2 separate regions of the Mus musculus genome follow, and region 1 is linked to region 2. A link is a contact called in public Hi-C data. All regions are on one chromosome and are shown on one strand. Each heading gives the region's core, a stretch centred on a gene start, on an enhancer-like site or on the middle of the called end of the contact. The rest is flanking DNA. Distances are from core to core; before and after follow the strand shown.

What was found. A called contact is a pair of places that touch in the nucleus more often than the background predicts.
Region 1: a contact with region 2 is called in a Hi-C map of cerebellum, with 1.7 times the contacts expected there. The contact joins two enhancer-like sites. A contact is called at or near these places in 1 of 39 promoter capture datasets (the C10 cell line), 1 of 15 datasets of contacts at CTCF or cohesin (embryonic stem cells), 30 of 484 Hi-C or Micro-C datasets (the 63-12 cell line, the AtT-20 cell line, the C2C12 cell line and 16 more), 12 of 115 datasets of contacts at active chromatin or transcription factors (astrocytes, cardiomyocytes, a colorectal cancer cell line and 5 more) and 1 of 9 other capture datasets (embryonic stem cells).

What each region holds. Positions count from the first base shown.
Region 1 is chr14:76,747,695-76,751,152 of GRCm38.p6, reverse strand. LOC115485926 (a long non-coding RNA gene) reads right to left here. Exons shown (of 3, transcript XR_383616.1): 2 at 124-242. Among named protein-coding and RNA genes, the nearest start is that of 4930431P22Rik, 11 kb to the left of the region's middle. Within about 2 kb of position 1,797, at least 14 of the 459 cell types and tissues checked have an H3K27ac peak or open chromatin away from gene starts, as enhancers often do. A contact at or near this core is called in cerebellar granule neurons and cerebellum, where this site is marked.
Region 2 is chr14:76,616,106-76,619,563 of GRCm38.p6, reverse strand. No RefSeq gene overlaps it. Among named protein-coding and RNA genes, the nearest start is that of 1700108F19Rik, 60 kb to the left of the region's middle. Within about 2 kb of position 1,868, at least 49 of the 459 cell types and tissues checked have an H3K27ac peak or open chromatin away from gene starts, as enhancers often do. A contact at or near this core is called in cerebellar granule neurons and cerebellum, where this site is marked.

The DNA of each region.
Region 1 (3,458 bases), core at 548-3,047, 130 kb before region 2:
AATGGGGAATCTCTTGGTACGGTCCACATGTGCACATTTCATTGCACGTGAAATGCTTTGTCAGTTTTCGTATGCTTGCTTCTCCAGGAAGCGGTGGATGTGTTGTCCTTGGGGTAAAGTTACCTGAATAACAGACATTTTCCTGTAAATCCTTGTTTCCGTTGATAATTTTGGAAGAACGAGAGCCATTTCTCCATGCTTCTGGACCAGCCACTTCCCTTTATGTCTTCATTGTAATCGCACTGGCAAGGATGGAGAGATTTTAAGAGAGACACTTGTGCCCACCCCCACTTCAGCCCTCAGACTACTGCAACAATGGCCCCCTCAGGAACTGGAATTTCCCAGAGACTCTGGGGAAATGCCAGGAGCCTCATGCTGGAAAAGGAAAAGGCCCTAGTGCCAGCTAGATTGCTCTCTCTCTCTCTCTCTCTCTCTCTCTCTCTCTCTCTGTCTGTCTGTCTATCTGTCTGTCTGTATCTGTGTTTGTGTCTGTGTGTCTCTCTGTGTGTGGTGGGTAGAGGGCTTGTCTCCCAGAAGAAAACATTTTACACAGTGCTGACTACATACCAGATCACTTCTTAGGAGAGACAGATGCTGAGACAGTGCAGGACCACACCTTGACCAAGACTGCTTGGTTATGCCTCCCTCTAGGTCTCCATTTAATCCTGAACCTTGTGTGAGGATTATGAGAATAGAGGTCATTGGCCCTGTTTATTTATTTCTCTTTCTAATGTGACTGTATCAAATATCAAATCCCCTTTCTCTGATTTTCCAATCTGCTGTCTCTTGCATTAGCCTATTGATGATGGATGGTCAAGCCTTTCTTATTGGGGCTTCCAGGGCCTGGGCTCTGACTCTAACGACCCTGGTAACATTACTGCCATTCCCTAAGGTTCTGATGACCTTCTTTAGGAGTCCAAACAGCCCATTACATGCCCTGTAAAGAGTTCTCTGAAAAATCATTGTGGGGCTTTACTCTTCTGGCATTACCATGACAAAGTACCACAAACATGGTGGCCGTAAGCACCCTGTGACTTTTGGCAGCATCATGCCTCGCTCCAGTTTTCTCTTCCCACAGCCTCTGGTCTCTGCATGCCTGTCCAAAATTCCTTCTTGCCTTTTTCTTACAAGAACACCTGTCCCCAGGTTTAGAATTCATTGCAAATTCTAGATACTTTAAATCCCTTTGATTTAATTATTCCATCAAGGACACTATTTACAAATAAGTTCATGTGCACAGGTGCCAGGGATTAAGGCATGACTGTATCATTTGGGGTCAACTATTCAATCCTTTCTCAGGAGGCAATAAGATTGTCATTGTGGATAGATATACATATACATACACATATACATATACAATTTTCTTACCTTTTTAGAACCTACCTATGTACCTTTCCTATTTTTTCCTTTCCTTAACACAGTCTTGTCCATCCCACCAAGATGGAGGACACAGCTATAGGGGCAGCCGGCCATCATAACCAGACTACCTGGGCTCCTTTCTGCACCGTGTCTGCACCTCCTTCCTTGCAAGGCTCACTGGGAGCCATGCTTTAGATATCCAACCCAGCCCTCCTCTGAATGCTTATTCCTCTTGCTCCTCCCAGTAGCCCAACAGAATAGCCAGGAGAATTGGATGTCACCCTGGGACTTGGCAGTGCCGGCTTGCCCCACCTGGCTCTTCACCAGGGTTACCGTAGGCACACATCATGTTTCATGGATGAGGCCAAACTGGGGACCCTGCTAAGCTGGAACGAGAAGAGACAGCGGATCTGGGTCAGAGCGAGAACGGTGTTTACAGTCAGACCAAGCAAATAGGCTCAGAGGGAATCTGGGTTGCAAGCTTGGCAGATGGATAGGAACATGAGGCCTGGTACTCAAGTGAAAACAGACCAGCTTTGCCTGCACAGCCCAGGTCTTGGCTCTTCTGACTGGGTAGCTCTACGTGGCATATTTTAGCTTGCAGAAGGCAATCACATTTAGCGTATCTTTCTTGATGGTTGTTTGCTTTACACCAGGATGTAGGGGTGCATAGATAAGACACTGTTTGCATTCATGTAGAAGAAAGTGTAGCAGGGGTCATATACATATTAAAAATCATTGTCATAAAGTGATAATTGCATGGGCAGTGTTATAGGTGGGCCAAGGACTGAGAGAGGGATGGCTGGATAGGGCCCAGAAGAGGTCACAGTTAAGCAAAAAATTAAAGGACCCAGTAAGTAAAGAGGGAGGGGCCGGGGGCAGTCTCTTCCTCTTTTAGTCATTTCTCCATAGTCTGGCTTTAGTGGAAAATGCAGAACATATTTTCTTTCTGGTGAGCAGAAGACCTATTCTATATCAAACCTATTCTAAAATGAGTTATGGCCTAACTAGAAATAACTCCACTTGGAAATGATTAGTTGGGATAGGGGCTGAGTGTCAGTGGCCATAGTCACTACCGCTAATCTTCATCATTCAGAGTGCCCTGCTCCTTAATGTGCTAAGCCTTAGAGGTCAGCGCGTTTCAGTGATCCCTCGCCAGTGAGCACATCACAGGACCCATTTGGATACACCTGCTCTTAAAAATGCTTTCTGGGGTTGGGGGCGGGGGCTGGGGTGAGAGCTATTGGTAAACTGCTTGCAACACAAGCATGCAGACCTGAGCTCAGTACTCTGGGTAATAAAAACCAAATCAAACCAGTATGGCAGCTCATGTTTGTAATCCCAACACTGGGGAGGCAGAGAAATGTCGGTCTCTAGGGCACACTGGTCATCCAGCCCGGCCTACCTGGCAAGCCCCAAGACCATTTGAGGGACAGACACTGCTTAAAAACCAAGGTATACAGATCCTGAGGAACAAAACCCAAGGTTGTCCTCTGGCTTAGATTACACACACATTCCTGTTCATGCACACCCACATACAAAAACAAATGTTTTCTACTGACTTTGTATGTCATGTTGTTGTGTCTTGGTGACCAAGAAGGCAGTCGCCAACCTCTGTTGGGGTGACAAAGCTTCTGCTCATCAGTTCCTGTCCCACATCTCTCAGTTGTGGAGCTATGAATAGATAAGGCCCCCGTAGACACATGTGTTAGAGCACTTGGCCCATATAAGGAGTGATGCTACAAGGGGGTGTGGCCTGATTGGAGTGGGTGTGGCTTTACAGGAGGAAGTATGTCACTGTGGAGGCAGGCTCTGAGACGCTAAGCCCAGGCTCAGTGACTCACAATTCTTTTCCTTTGGCCTTCGGATCAAGATGTAGAACTCTCAGCACCTCCTCCAGCACCATGTCTGCCTGCGTGCCACCATGCTTCCTGCCATGATAACCCCAGTTAAATGTGTCCTTTATAAGAGTTGCTATGGTCATGGTGTCTCATCACAGCACTAGAAACCCTTACTAAGACAATAGTAAGTGTCTCGTTGACTTTGACTTTGACTTTTTTTTTTAATTATTTGGCATGGATGTGCAAATGTATATGCAA
Region 2 (3,458 bases), core at 619-3,118:
ACCTCTCACAGAGGAAAGCTCATCAGGCAGACCGAGCCATTGACAACAGTATTGTTCAGATGTTGCTGCAGTAACAGACAACCTGAACATTTCAGCGGTTACCTCAGCAAAGGTTGACATCTTATCAATACTCATGGTTCGGCTACAGTCTTTCTAAAAAACTCTCCTTTGTTCTAAGACTCAACAACAAAGAGAAAGAGAGACAGTGGGGCCATGTTGTGACTTTTAAAGTGCCTCAACAAGGGTGGCACAATTCCCTGTACTCACGTTTTGCCAGCCCAAGCAAATCTCATAGCCAAGTCTGACGTGACTGGGGCAGGAATACAATCTTTCCACGAGAGTGAGGGATGCCAAAACTCACACGACCATGCCTGGCACCATGGGACAGGGCTATGTAATCCACTATCAGACAGAGACACCAAAATTATGAATGTGAGCAGTACATAGTATGCCATCTGACACACACGTGCACTCTCTCTCTCTCTTTCTCTCTTTCTCTCTCTTGCGCGCACACACACACACACACACACACACACACACACACACATACACGACAGGAAAGCTGTGTGCGTGGTTGAGGATCTAACTAATTGGAGAAACACTCTAAAGCAAGTCTAGATCTGAGGTTTTCCCCAGGACACCACAGCTGTTTCCTGGTCCTCAGGCCGAGGGAGAGGCACCGCCCGACCCTGCTCCAATGCTCCAGGTCAGCTCTCAGTGGTGTCCCATGGAGTCCTCACAGAAAAACATTTGGCCCTTGAATGTTTTATTCATAAAGATCATATGTCCAAGGGAACACGAGCTAGCCAAGTCAGATGAAATTAACGAGCGTAAATCAAGAAATGCAGACCGAGCCAAAATGGGAATTTTCAGAAAATGAAGTAATCACAAACAGTGCCTTGGTTTACTTAGACCGCAGACAACCAGAGGGTTGGAGACCCCTGCAGAGAACAAGAAGCAAAGGGCAAAGGAGAAACAAGCCGGGTGCTGTGGGCAGACTCTGGCTGCTGGCTGATTGCATCTTGTATGAACCGGAATGAAGTGTCAGGGAAGAACCTGGCATCAACTGCTCAGAAAAGGCCTTGACCATGTCCTGCTCAGCATGTCCAGACTTACATCCAACATCACGGATAGCACTGGTCTCAAATGGGCACCCAGGTTACCTATCTGGTTGTCTCTGGCCAGCAAGTAGCTTAGCTCAAAGAAAACACCTGAGTGCAGACCCTCACGGGGAGAAAGCATCAGAATTAACTATTGTTCTAAAACTCATTTCAGTAAGTCACATGGTGGGACCCTCGGCCCATCTCAGGTATTGACTATAAAAACTCACTGTTGCCACATCAGCAACAGGGGCTTTGAGATGCCCATCTCCCCATCCACCAGGAACCTTTTCAAGGGAATCAGGCTTGATTAAAATACACAGGGTCAGGCATGAATCCAACCAGCCTAGGACATATCAGGTGGCTGAGCATGGTATAGCACATGCTGTCCTAGATAACTCTTTCAAAAGAACAGAAAAAAAAAAATGCTGTCCTTGGCCAGAAGACAAACTCCTTTCTGACCCCACCACTCTTTGCTCTGGTCCCAAACACCCACAAGCCAAGGCTTGCAAGTCACAGTCCACAGTGCAAAACAGCCTTTTCAAGCCCTTGATAGCCTGGTGTGTGACACACACACACACACACACACACACACACACACACACACACATATCCTTCAGTGTGTTAGCAGAGACAATCTCCAGGCACTTTTAAGGACAAAAGAAGATTCCACGAAGCAAGTTCCTCGGTGTCTTGCTACTCGGCTCTACTGTGAACCATTGGCAAGCTTTCCTAAGCGGGGCTTCTCAAAAAACACAGTCCAGAAGGCAGGCTCGGAATTGCAGCCTGGCTGCAGGCCACAGCACAGCAGATGCACGTATTCATAAGCACGTCAAATACATCACTCAAGGCCTAAATTCGCAGGCCCGACACTGATCTGGGAAGTTGGACACTGGACAGCTCAAAGCCTCCTGGATGGAATTGCTACAATTATTTTACTGGGGGAACCTGTGCTAGAAGCACACAAAGCGACACAGAAAAGGTTATCTTCATTATCGGAGAAAAAACAATCCCAAAGGACATTGCCAAGCTAGGGAGGGTCCGATAACCCAAGAGCGCTGGGCAGGCAATACACAAGATACATGGATCTGCAGCTAAAGCCTTTTGCCTTTGGGCTGAAGCATCTTTGAACATTCAGTATACGATGAACCCCTATGAACTAGCTACCACACTTGGTGCAACAGGAAACAAATGGAAATGAAATCTGGCTCCCATCAGGTAGGATAAAGATAAAGTGTCTGCACTATTTAAGTAGAGGGCTCCCCCTATACTGGGGAAGCTAAAGACAGCTCACTGGAGGGAACCACGTCTTCCAAAGGACCAAGGATCCAGGCACGGGTAGGCACCAAGAGAAGACATTTACTGGACCCATACATGTGCAGAGGTATTCTGCCAGAGGTGTTACTACATAGTGCGCCCCTTTCCTGGCTGCTGAGAATTGAAGGGTTCCCAGCTGTTGTATGTCTTTAGAAGTTTTCCTCTGCTGTCCACAGCACCTCACCGTCCCAGGCTCGTGGGTTAGTGTCTTCATCCGCAACTGCTGGTATCATTTTGGACAGGTTCTGGAGACATCTTTAGGAAGTCAGACCCTAGTAGATTAGCAAGGAAGAGACCTGGAGCAAGAAGTCCCCAGCCCTTTCTGTCCCCCTTCTCTCACGCTGACTCCTGCCTACCACAGAAGAGTTTAGCTAGCTCAAGTCGCATCCCTTTCACCTCTCAAGCCAGTTCCTGTCTGCTATAGAATTCAACTTTTAGCTATTCCAAGCCCCACCCCCACTAGGCACACCCCATATCCCTGAACCTAGTGATGTGCTAAAACACCTATCTATTTTTCTTTTCTTTTTTTTTTTTAGACAGTTACATCACAATTTAATCATCAGAGTCAATGCAATCACTTTCAAAACTCTCCTTGTGGGAGATTAATCACTTCCTCCGTTGCAGCCACCACCCATATAATTTAGGGATTCCTCTCTGGGGCTTGTCCCCAGCATGCTTTCCATGTGCAGCTGAGCACGGTAGCCTCTAGCAACTCTGTCCTTTGAAGTGAGGGTGTCATTCAGAACCATGACTGGTGAGTGTGTCTGCGGATTTGGGAATTCCACAGTGTGCACCTCCTAAGTTGACCACGGCCACATAAGCTCCTCCTCCCACAGGGCTGCTGAAACCTAACCTAGCCCAATGGTGGCAGATATTTGCCATGTAAAGTGACTTTTCAGGCCATTTGAGTCTTTGCCTGATGAGTAACACAGATATAGATCCATCCGGTTAAGAAATATTTATCAGAGAACTTTCCACATGCCCAAAACCCACACTGCAAGTGGAGCTGTAAAACCAAACCAAACAGATCTGTATTCACAT